Regions from separate parts of the Anser cygnoides genome. Here region 1 is linked to region 2. A link is a contact called in public Hi-C data. All regions are on one chromosome and are shown on one strand. Each heading gives the region's core, a stretch centred on a gene start, on an enhancer-like site or on the middle of the called end of the contact. The rest is flanking DNA. Distances are from core to core; before and after follow the strand shown.

Region 1 (5,834 bases), core at 355-2,854, 240 kb before region 2:
TTATATACCCGCGTACATAAAGTATGTGACAATCCAGTCACTGTAGAGGTTTAGGTGTCATTTTCTAAACTCAGGAGCTGATTAAGTTCAGCAATTGCACTAATATACATATCCACTGTACGATCACTCATAAACAACCACAGAATGTACTTTATATATAGAGCTTCACTGTTAAACCAGTTAGTATTCAGTGGAGACAGTTTTAACCTTGAACTGAGCTCCTCGGGAATGGCTTATGCCATGTGTGACTGTGCCTTGTGTTGGAAAGGAGCGGACATAAGCAGCAGAGGGAGGCTTTATTTTACACTTCCTTGTTAGTTACTTTTCCAGCTACCGCCCTCATTTCCACCTGTTCCCGAAGCAAGTTACATCCGTTAAGCACACCCACTAAATATCAAATCAATTGTATAAAATAATATCTTAAAGCAAATGTGAATAGCAGGGGGAGCAGATTGCAGCAGTAAAAGTTGTCGTATCAGAGCTAAGTCGTACTGTCAGAACAAAGAAACAACTGAATTGATAACACAATACAGGCGTTTTAGGTTCCTGATTATATTAGATTCAGACTGCAAAAGCATCTTCTTAAAAGTGACTGCTTTCTTTTTCAAAGTTTTATTTTAAGTAACTGGAAGCCAAACTTCACGCTCATTGATGTTTATTTGGGGTAAAAGGTATGATTTTGTTACAGGTTCCAAGGTATGGACATAGTGAAGAAAGAAGGTGCTGGGGACTACATTTTTGTTTGGGGACTAAAAAATAAAAAAAAATGCAGCGACATCAACTAGTATTTGCTGTTTTAAAAATGAGACATATCACAGCACCCCATGATCTGCTGCAAACTTGGAACTTATGAAAACTCACTTAATGACTAAATTACTCGTATAAATTACTCCAAAGTTGAAATTTCATCTCCCATTTCGAGTTTGTGAGGCTTTTTTTTTTTTAAAGGTGTTCACAGTACTGTGTAGAGACTGATTTATTTTAGGTATCTCAAAAATTAAAAGTAAAGTAGTATTTGTAAAAAGAAATGAGTTTACTACCAGTACAATGCCAACACTTTCAGATACATTCCCATTTCACTACCAGCCCAGCAGCTTTCAGTGTACGTGACAGAAATACAAGCACATTTAGTAGCAACTTTTAAGTTCATTTCTTAATTTCATAGTTACTTTTTTTTCTTTCCTTCTCTTTGCTCCTTTAGTTCTCTACAAGTACAGCCCGGGGGAAGCAGGTTCAGCCTGCCCCAACTGGCAGCACCAACCCCCGGCCGCCTCCTTGTTCACTAACCCCGAGGTATTTCAGCAAGAACCGGCCCAAATCCTCACTTCTGTCCCCCAAAAGCACAACTAAAGGGCCTATCTCGAGAAAAAGGCTTCATCCGCACCTCGGACGCCTCAAGGGGGAGCCGTGAGGCGCGGCCCAACGACGCTCGGTCCCCGCCGCCCTCAGCGCCCCGCGCTGCCATTTTGGAGGTGCGGGAGCCCTCCCCGGCCGCCTCCCTCATGGCTACCAGCCCTCAGCAGGCAGCCCCCTCCTCAGCACGGGCAACCCCCGCTGCCAGCGCCCCCTTCCCGGCCTCTCCTCCTCCTGGAACAGCGGGCGGGGAACGGCGGCGGCGCTGCCCCCTCGCAAGGCGCCGCGGGAAGGGGGCCGCGGCATGGGGCGGGACGGGGCCGCCCCTTAGGGCCGCCGCCACCGCCCCACTCGGCGCCCAGCAGCAGGCGGAGAAACTTTCCGCCGGCAGTCCCTGCTGCTACCTTTCCCCCGCAGGGCTCGGGGGAGGACAGCCTGAGCTTCCCTGCCTTACTCCCTTCCGCTCCCCGCAGGGTTTCTCGGCCTTCTGGGGAAACCCCGGCACCGAGGGAAACTTGGGGAGTCCTTTATAGGACGGGGAGAGCACGGAGCGGCGTGTGAGAGGGGAGTACTTTCGGTAGCTCGCTCAGGCCGAGGTAAGTCCCATCCTGCTCACAGCACTCCCACGGACCGAGGCCTCTGGTGCCCGGTTCCCCGTCCTGGATCGGGGCCGCCCCACAGGCGCTGGGGGTCCGCAGTGGGGCACATCCCCGGGCTGGTCCTGCGCTTCTCTGCTTCCCTGGGCCAAGGTCACGCTCACAAGAAGATGCTGAGTAACTTTTGTGCTTGTATAGTGGTTAAAAATACTCTTGATGGCTTACTGGAAAGTATTTTAATCTCTGTGTTTTCCTAGGGCTTGTCCGAAGGTTGGGTGAACTGAGCTGTGTTGGTTTATTTATAACTTGATAGAGACCTAAGACAGAAATGCATTTCTTTTTTTCAGTAAAACGTTTTCTGGTGTAAGTAAGTTAATTTTGGCAAGCACGTTGTCTATGTTTCAAAGAATGCTGTGTGCTGATAATACAGCTGGTACTTCTCGCATCCTGCTGTGATTTTAGTGCTCTCTAATTAGAGGTGGTGATGTTGCCTCAATTAGGGACTGCATCTTCAGTTTTGGCTTATTGCTTCCACTTCTGTGAAAACATCTTTAGGCCAACATTCTGAACGTACAGAATTTTAAGAATACAGCTTGTAGGCAGACACCTTTTACAGTGTTTGCTGTGAATTGCCACACTCCGGGGAAGTTGCTTTTGAGCAGCTGGAGTTACTCCGTGTTGCACCGCGGTAGTGTACGTGTACCTCTCCGCTTCCTGCCTTGTAAAAGCTAAGCTTTCAGTAAGCACTTACGTGAAAGTTTACTAATGTAAGTAATCAAACTGCAGAACAGAGATCCCCTCCTCGTTCAGGAGAGGCTTTACAGTGGGAGTTCGGGCCTTCTCTTGTAAGGAATTGTAAGGCCTCTCCCGCCCTGCCCTACTGTTTTCAGTGTAAAAGCGCTTTAATAAAATAAGATAGTAACTAAGTATTAAATCAAGTGACTTTATTTTGTATCTTGTCTGTTTCAACAAAGTGTGTCTTTAGTGACATACCTCCTCACATTTCCAGTGTCGTAGCTCCACATCTCCTCTTCCTTTGCCTTATCCTTCTCTTCTTACCCTGCTACCGAATTGAGGTGGTGGCTGTGAACCAGGCTCTTGATACGAAGTGATTTTTCTATCGTTTTAGAATGGTTGATATTGTTCTATTAAAAGTTAGGGGCTAGTCTTTTTTTGTTGCATGTGGAAGTGCAAGATTAGGTTCAGATAAATTATTTATATGCAGTTTTTATGGGATCGATTAATGATTTTTATTTTGTCAAGACTTGAAAACCAATTCTCATTGAGTTAAGGAAAAAAGGCAGTAGATGTTCTTGCTTAATTATACATATATGAAGATTCTTATTCAATAATAACTGTTAATGCTTAGAATTATTCAAGGATGTTTTTATATGTCTTGTGGTTGCTATTGACATCCTTGCCCTTTTCAAGGCTTTTTGTTCAAATAATTACATGAATATATTCCCATTTTAAGTTTTATTCAGTTTTCGTGTATTAATCATGTTACCTGATAATTAATTACAATTCTCTTCTTTTGCAGCTAAAATGAATTCAGATCCTGATCCCCAGTCAAGTCCTCCTCAGCCACAGCAACATCTTGGAAGGTCCCAGCTGAACGCTGCTGCTGTGGACCACAGTGAGAACAATCGGAGGTCAGGACCACCCTCAGGAGATGCTGCAACTTTTCCTTCGGGTTCTGACTACTCCCGTAGCAGGGAGAAAGCTGAAAAAAATGGTAAGCATGAAAGCAATTTTTCTGCAAAATTGGGTTATGGTAAACATAAAAAGAATAAAGTACGTACACACATTCAGCTCTTGCTTTAAAGAGACACCATCAAGTAAAAAAATAAATGGCTCTAATTTCTTAACCTATTGTTTTGGAAGAGAAGTTTTTTGCTGCTTATTTTGTACATATTTTTGTGTATTTTTGTGGTTTTTTCCATCCACTTTTTCTTACATACACAGAGAAACAGGAAAGAAGTTTCTGTGAAAAATTGGCAGGAAGAATTAAATGTAATTTAGCAGAATATTAAGGTTTCAATTTAATTTCTTTAACTAGTTTGACTGCTTGTTAACTGTAGCTTTAATATGAGTTTTAATCTGGATGAATAGATACTACGGTAATGTAGACTGAGGGAATAATAAACTGATATATAAAATGGGAGTGACAAAAATAAAGTTAAGATTAGCAGTCAAGAAGATTAAGAATGAAGATACATTTTGAAAGGCAGAAGAATACTTTTTCTTCATCATTGTGAACCCATTCAGTTTCATGAACTTTGAAAACTGATCGTGGGATGAGAGAAAAGTTTCTTGCAAAAAGTAGAAAGAAAAGTATCTGGCTTCGGTGTTCAGCTGCTGAGTTCCACTTTAAATTCGGTTTGTAATCTAACACTTCTGCAAGAAGTTTGCTATTCCAGGTATAACACAGTTACTGCTGTTTAATTTTCTTTAAAATTGGACTTTCAATTCTGAAATTGTGTGCATGCCTTAATACTCATATATACATATTGCCTTCAGTAAAGCAAGTCGTAAAACTATCCAAGAATTTAAAATTATTAAATGTGTGAATATCTCCATGTCACGCATCAGATGTAGGTAAGCGATGCATGTGGTTCAGGCCAATATCGTGGCTGTGTTAGTGCTTCTTACATCTAATTCAGAATTGACTGCTGGAACTTTCTTGGTTCTTTGGTACCAAAGGGCTCATTCCCGACAGAAGAAAATAAATAAAAAAAAGTTGATACGTGAATTTCTAACATGCTTCAAGGTATCACTACAGACTTTGTCATCTCACCCACCAGTAAAACAATTCAGAGATGCTGGAGAATTGACAATTCTGACATTAATTACATGATTCTTAATTTAGGATTACTGCTAACAGCTATGTTTTCTTCCTTTCTTCATTCTTCGGTTTCTTAGTATGCTTCAACAAGAAGAGAATAGCAACAATATTAGGAATGTGGTATGGAGTTATCTTGCACTTTTTTATAGTATCACTTAAAATGGGAAGGCAGAGGTTTCTCCTGCTGGTGCCCACATTCATGCGAGATTCTGAAAATTAATACATGCTATTTTAAACAGAGATTGTCAGGTATTTTTTAGCTAATCTGGAGATTTTCTATTCTGTATCAATATCAGGCTTTTAAAGTCATATCAAGCTTTGTCTCAATCCTGTCTCTTTACAGGCCTGTGTATTTACTGATGATCTCTGTGCTGGTTTTTGTATTAAAGGTGCTTCTCTTTGTGCCCCTATAAAAGAGGACTGTCAAGAATTGATATATTTCTTCATTTCAGTTGTGACTCATTTCTGACTATTTAAATCAATTCCTATAAAAATCTTTTCAGTACTGGTAACACTGTCATTGCCCTTTACATCCCCTTAATATACTCAAGTATTTAATGCTGTAGAATGAGCTACTATTGCAATTCTATCTTGCCAGAGTCTCTTAACAGCCAAGATTTGAGTGGATTTGGGTACCAAATGTGTTCAGTGAGAGCAAGTTTTTTCATCCAGTATTTTCTTCTACAGTTATTTTAGACTTGAAAGATTTGTAATAATACTAATAGTTTCTAGAACTGAAAAACTCTCTTAAAAAGAGGTAGCAGAGAATTTTTCTCCTACCCACAGCAGCAGTGGACATCAAAACTTAAAAACAGGGATTTAAGTAGCACTTCAGAAAGAGAAGCGCAAATCCACAAAAGTTCACACATCCATATATCTGCTTATTGAAACATAAATATGAAAATCTCAAATTGAAAATTGGCACTTTGGCAGTCTTCAGAATATTCAGACAGAATAGATATTCGTTTGAATCACTAGAGCCTTTACCAATAAATAATGTTCCAGTTGCTGATAGATCTAGGAAGAGCAAAGGATTTAGT
Region 2 (6,234 bases), core at 1,775-4,274:
CCACCCAGAGCCATCCCCGCGGGCTGCCATGTTGTGCCACAGCCAGCCTCGAGCCTGCCAGCCACCCATGGGTGGCGGGACATGGTGGTGGCCATGGGGTCGAGCCACAGCACCCCACACTCACCTTCGGAGACCTCAAACTCGGCCGCTCCATTGAGCTGGTAGAGGCACCAGTCAACCGTGCTGTTGTCGCCTGGGGGGCCGCCAACTGGAAGAGAAGGAGGAGGATCAAAGGCATGGTCAGTCTGGGGTACCCAGCGCCCACGGGGAGAGGGAAGAGGGGATGGGGCCATGGGGAGAGGGCTGAGGAAGGGACAACAGGCTGTGGGGTGGAGGAGAGAGGGCTGAGGATGGGTCAAGAGGCAGTGGGGCGGAGGAGAGAGGACGAGCCGCAGCAGTGGGGAGGAGGGCAAGGAGAGGTGGAGAGGGCAGCGAACGGAACAGAGGGATGAGGGGGGGGGCTACAGCGAGCCGGGAGGAGGGAGAGCGTTAACGAAATACCCTGCTTTTGGGACATGTGTGCCGCCCTGCGGAAGGTGCCCAGTGCTCTGAACTGTTATTTTGCTTTGCTCCCAGCGCCGGTAGCTAGCTCGGGGCGCCTCCTCCTCCTCCCAGCGGAGCGGGCGGCGCAGGCAGCCGGCGCTGCCTCGGGGCGCTGAGGGAGCCGGGGGAGGGAGGACGGGCAGGAGGGAAGGCTCCGCCCGGAGCTCCGGGGGAAGGCGGCGCTGCCTCGCCAGGACCCGCCGCGGCCCCAACAGGTGCCGGCGGGCCCGGCAGGCCTGCGGGGAGCCCCCCTCAGCACGGCCGGCTGCCAGGCTGCCGCCCGCCCGCCTTCCTTCATCCCTCCTCCGTGCTCCCGTTTCAACTTCGGTCCCCGAGTTCCCCTTCAGGGCATCCCGCCGTGCCACACTTCACTTCACTTCTTACCTGCCTTGGGCTGTGTAGCCTGTTAGGGATGAAGGCTGCACATGCCAGCTAACTTCTCAGGTTTTACGTACGCTAAAATCATTGCGAGGCTAGAGAGCGTTTCTCATCTTCCAGACTGTGGATCCGCAAGCTGTCTTCACAGCACGCATGAAAGGTAACTAAGAAAGCAAACCTTTTATCAAGTAAACCAAAGTGCTCTGTGGAGTGACACTTGACTCCACTGGAAAATTATTAGGGGAGCAGAAAAATTTAAAGTGCTGAAACAGTCAGTTATAGCAAGCATACTTTATAAACGTCTTTATTCTTACAGACATCCACCCCAAAAACACCACAGGAGGGAAATCTAAAGGTATGTTAATTGTTCTGTACACCAGGCGGCTTTCTTGGCATTTTATTTAACACAAAGATTGTGACTTTCTAGCTTACAGCTGGCAGCATTGTGCCTACATCTGTCTTTTTGAGGCGACAGTGTCAGAGGCCCACATATACCATAGCTCATGTCAAAGAAAGCAAACACACTTTGTATTGGCAAATGAGAAAAGCTTAAGAAATAGTACAGGAAAACTATAATCAAGCCATGGTAAGAGATTAGGAGCACAAGAGAACAAAATATCAATGTAGGCAGCTGTCGTGACCCAATTACACCGGATCCTCCATTATCTTTGGTACAAATTCTAAGTGATATGCCAACATTCATTCCTTTTTGTAGCATGTGAAGACCCTCCTGATACCTTTAGACTTGTATGCACTTTCATAAGCTGTAGGTAGTTTGATTTGATTTTTGCTAATGTAAGTATTTTATTCAAACAGGTATGTTCTTCTCTACTCTGTACAAGACAGTGTAATACTGTGGCCTGTGTGAAAGAGTAAGGAGGACAATTACATGTTCTGATGGAAATAGGTTTAGAACGGGAGTAACAGTCTGCAAACATTCTCAGCTACTTTAGCAGCAGAGCAAAATGCCAACGCTTAAGCTTTCCTGGGAAATTCACCTAAATTACAAGACCATAATGCCTTCTGAGGTAAAAGAACATCACTTCATTTAGACTGTGTATATATATTTATCTCTAAGCCATATGTTTGCTGGATGTGTGCTAGCTTTCTTGGAACTGAAAAGGTTTAAGCTGATGATCTGGGGAAAAACAGAGTATCATAGAGCTGTATTAAAGCTTCATCCAGCTGCTTACAGATATTAACTCTCTCATTAAAGTACCTACAGACCTTGATTGCTCTCCGCAAAGTATTATCTTAAATAAAATTAACCTTAACATTCCAGTACAAGCCTCCTCTTTTTGGAGAAAATTATAGTCTCGCATATTAATAACCAAACAAGGGCACCGCTGTAGGAGAATCCATTCATATCAGCCATATTTTACAAAATGTAGTGATTTTATGCTCTTCAGCTCAGTATTACAGAGTTACATACTGTTTTTCATTCTGGACTTCAAAAATTTACATACTTCGTATGTTAAAAAAAAAAAAGTTTGGCATGTAAGGCAGTACATTATATATTTCTTTTTTTTTTTTCCTAAAATGGAAGGATAGATACAGATCTTACTTAGAGCGTGATCTGTTTCTACAGGTAACTTAAATGTTGAGATGGGTTAATTTGCACCCAAGGGTTAGGAAGTTCAGCATGAATTTACCTTTATCAGTACAAGTCTGTAGAGGGATACTGTAAAACTATTTGTGATGGTTTCATCACAAATAGTGATGTGACTGCTTGAACTAAATCTAGTTAGACTACTAATTCTAAATCAACAGACAAACTTGAAGGTGAGAGCAGATGCCACTTTCATCTGACTTCCTTTACTTTTGAATTGTTGGAAATGAGAGTTTGGTATGATACTTTTTATCATTTCAGGATTGTAACATTGTTAGAAGCAGGTACTTTACTCAAACTACAATTTAAGCAGGGTAGCCAAATTATACTAATGTGTATTTTAAAGAATGAATCAGCGAAAGAACTATTCGGGTTTTTAATATCATAGCATTGGACAGAAACAGGTACAACTGCAGACCAAATTTCTAGGGAGACTGGGCTACCTTACCTATATAACATTTTTTAAATTATGGACTTTTTCCCTTTTCACAAGGGCTATCAGCAGACCTAGGAGCATGGCTGTTTCAGTTTTCAGCACAGCAGACAACACTCACTAACGGTAAGAAAGCAAGTGAGAAATCCAATTTAAATGGGATCAGAAGGTCAACCCTATAAAATAAAATTTAATCTTGCTACAACTTCAAAACGCAAAGACAATAATCCGTATTGCAGTACCAGGCCCAGAAACAAAGAATTCCATTCAAAATAGAATTTCCACAAAGAGAAATCACCAGGATTTCTAGTCAGCGAGGATGCAGAACACCTCTCTGAGCAATACGGTTTTATAGAAAGAAAAAGTTAAAATAAAAATAAAAATAAATCAGCTCCAGGGGCAGCGCTAACAGCTACCTCCCGGGGGCCGCGGTTTTCACGGGGTCCTGCACCCTGCTGCAGGAACCCCACGTACCAGCAGCACCTCGGGGCTGCCAGCCACCCCCTGGGGCCAATTCCCCTCCCCATATCCTCCGATTTAACCAAAAAGTGCTTTAAAGGGAAAAAAAAAAGCAGCGCCTTCGGGCGAGCAGGCCCGCCGCTGCCGTTCCCTCAAGATGGTGGCGGCCCGGCCGGGAGGCGGCGCCGGAGCGGGGGGCGGCCGGGGGCGGGACGCGGCGGGGAAAGCCCCGGCTTCGGCCCCGGCCCCGGCCGGCTGTGGAGCCGCCATGGGGCCCCTGCTGCTGCTCTTCAGCCTCGTCCTGCCGGCTGCTGGCCGCGGGCAGCTGCGGGCCTTCGTGGTCGCCCACAGCCACATGGACGTCGGCTGGGTTTACACGGTGCAGGTGGGGCCCGCTGAGGAGGGAGGGAGGCAGGCCGGGGAGGGGGGGGGGGCGGGGCTGAGCCTTCCTACTGCTCCTCGGCTCGGTGCCGGGTTAAAAAAAAAAAAAAAGGCGTAAATCGCTGAGGGGACAACCCCCCGGTCTGTCCCGCAGTGCGGCTGGTCGCCCGGTTTTGTGGGATCACCTTGGCGGGGGAAGGCAGGGTTGGCACAGGGGCTCGGCGCGTCGCTTGGGGTTTCCTGCTGCCGGCGTTCAGTGGGATGCTCGCCGTGTGTTTTGGTGTTGTTTTTAAAAAGGACAACCTTCTAGCTCTCAAAGGGTGCTTTAGCTGCTTGGCAGGCTTTCTTGGGCTTTCAGGGTGCCCCGTTACTGAGCCAAAAACTGAAGGAAATTCTCAGTCCCCAGAGACACCCTACTGGCCAAGGCAGAGTCGGTGCCTAGGGCCACGGAAGTGTGGCAGTAAAATTTTTGCTCAGTGAGTGAGTTGCAGAGCAAAAATAAATCAGGTTAATACCCCATTAATACCCTTTTGTATTTGTTAGTCTAAATCCTGCATCCTTTTTTATTTCATTACAATGAATTTCTTTAGATGATGCAGAAGATGCTGTGGATACTTTACTTGCTAGAGTGATATGACATCGCATGCTTAAAAATAACTATAATAAAAAAAATAATGTCTTACCAAGAAAATTTTTACTGTTGCTTGCAGGTAGCCTAGGTTGTGAGAAGATTAATTTTCAATTCCAACCCGACCACTGGGCTTTATAAACTTTGCAGGTGTTCTGGTATAGCTTAAGTTTGTGTCATGATGCAGATTGGCTTGTTTTAATCTCCAAAATACATCAAGAAAATATTTTCAATAGGTTACCACATGGAATATTTTACTAGTGTATCACATTTGAGGAGTCCTTCATCAACTCTTAAAATATAGCGTACTCCACTGACCTATTCAGAATTAAAATTGAGCACGATGTTGTAATCCTTGTAAATATACTTGGATTTTAGGTTATATTGTTTGCAGCCATTTGTGAGACAAATGAAAGCTTAGCAGACATTTGAGCGTGTCACTATTGAGTAATAGTAAAATTTGAAGGCTATTCCCTTAGTTAAAATTTCACATTGTGTAACAATGAGTGTCTAATCATAATCTTGATTATAAAAAGTCCTGCAGAAATGATTGAAAAGTCATTGAACAAGCAATTATTTAGATAAGCTCTGAAGTATTTTAAGCCATTCCTCCTACACTCAAAAATTTTTGCTTTTCTAGTGACAGTTAGCAAAGATAGCTGGATTTCAGGTGTGGAAAGCAAGGGGATAGGAAAAGTTAGTTTCTGATTTGGATCACATCATCCTGTTCCTATTTCAGAGTGTGCTTTTCTTTCTTATGGGAAAATTACCCAAATTAAAATTATGGATTCATATTTTATATATCATGCCCAGTAGTTGTAGTTGGATGAGGGATCTGTTAATCACTTTCAGGTGCATGTTTGTGTTGTGGTGCTTATTTTCTAGGCATGTGTCATTACCTTTAAGTAGAAAAACGATATTGTTGATGTTAAAGTAACTATGCTATTATAGATACACATGGAAACTGTTGCAAGAAAATACAGGCACTCCAGGAAATTCTAGTATCTCTGCTGTTGCTTTTAGGTGTTGTATATCACTTTGATGTTAAGCGAGGGGTGAATCACTGCATATGGCCAAGCAGAAGTTTTTCTGGCAAGGAAAAGTGTATCCAAAATATCATCATTTGCACAACTTTAAACTAATATGGTGTTGTTTCTTTGATACCATATGATACGATATAACTGCATGATAGATCACAGAATCACAGAATTGTAGGGGTTGAAAGGGACCTCAAGAGATCATCGTGTCCAGCCCCCTTATTTGATTATTTGATGAATATAGCTCCCATATTTGCATTCCAATAAAATCCATAGGCCTTCTGGAATCAACGTTGCTTTAGGAACAGGAGACACATGGAGTAGATGCTCTGATTCTCGCACTGGATGATTCTACGTCAACAGTCAGATTTGTTCTGAGTCCTTTGCCTCTGTTCTAAATCATCAAGCAGGATGGAGTTATTTTTCCTGACTAAAACTTCTAGGGTCATAGTAGAATAATTTACAGTTTACGTATAACTGTGTTATACCAGCAACACACACCCACAGCACAGTCATACTCACACAGCAAAAACAATTCTGATAATTCAGGACACCAGCAGAAGAGCAGAAATGGAAGGGTAAAGTAGGCGTGTGGATTTCTTTCCAGCTACATTGGTGGAAAGACTTACCATGCGTGGTACTGATAATGGAAGGTAAGCAGTGAGGGACAGGGTGAGCTGTTCCCAGTGGGTCAAAAAGGAAGCTTTTATTGATGTCTGCTGGTCTTGGGGGAAGCTACAGCATGATCTGGTCAGGTCCTCAGTCA

Evidence for each region. A called contact is a pair of places that touch in the nucleus more often than the background predicts.
Region 1: a contact with region 2 is called in a Hi-C map of liver, with 2.1 times the contacts expected there. The contact joins the promoter of WFS1 here to the promoter of MAN2B2 in region 2. A contact is called at or near these places in 2 of 7 Hi-C or Micro-C datasets (granulosa cells and liver).

The regions. Positions count from the first base shown.
Region 1 is chr4:12,700,950-12,706,783 of Taihu_goose_T2T_genome, reverse strand. It overlaps WFS1 (wolframin ER transmembrane glycoprotein), which reads left to right and starts at 1,604. Exons shown (of 8, transcript XM_013179711.3): 1 at 1,604-1,949; 2 at 3,490-3,684. The coding sequence starts at 3,495.
Region 2 is chr4:12,461,449-12,467,682 of Taihu_goose_T2T_genome, reverse strand. It overlaps MAN2B2 (mannosidase alpha class 2B member 2), which reads left to right and starts at 3,024. Exons shown (of 19, transcript XM_066995633.1): 1 at 3,024-3,089. It overlaps PPP2R2C (protein phosphatase 2 regulatory subunit Bgamma), which reads right to left and starts at 658. Exons shown (of 10, transcript XM_013179604.3): 1 at 502-658; 2 at 125-208. The coding sequence starts at 517.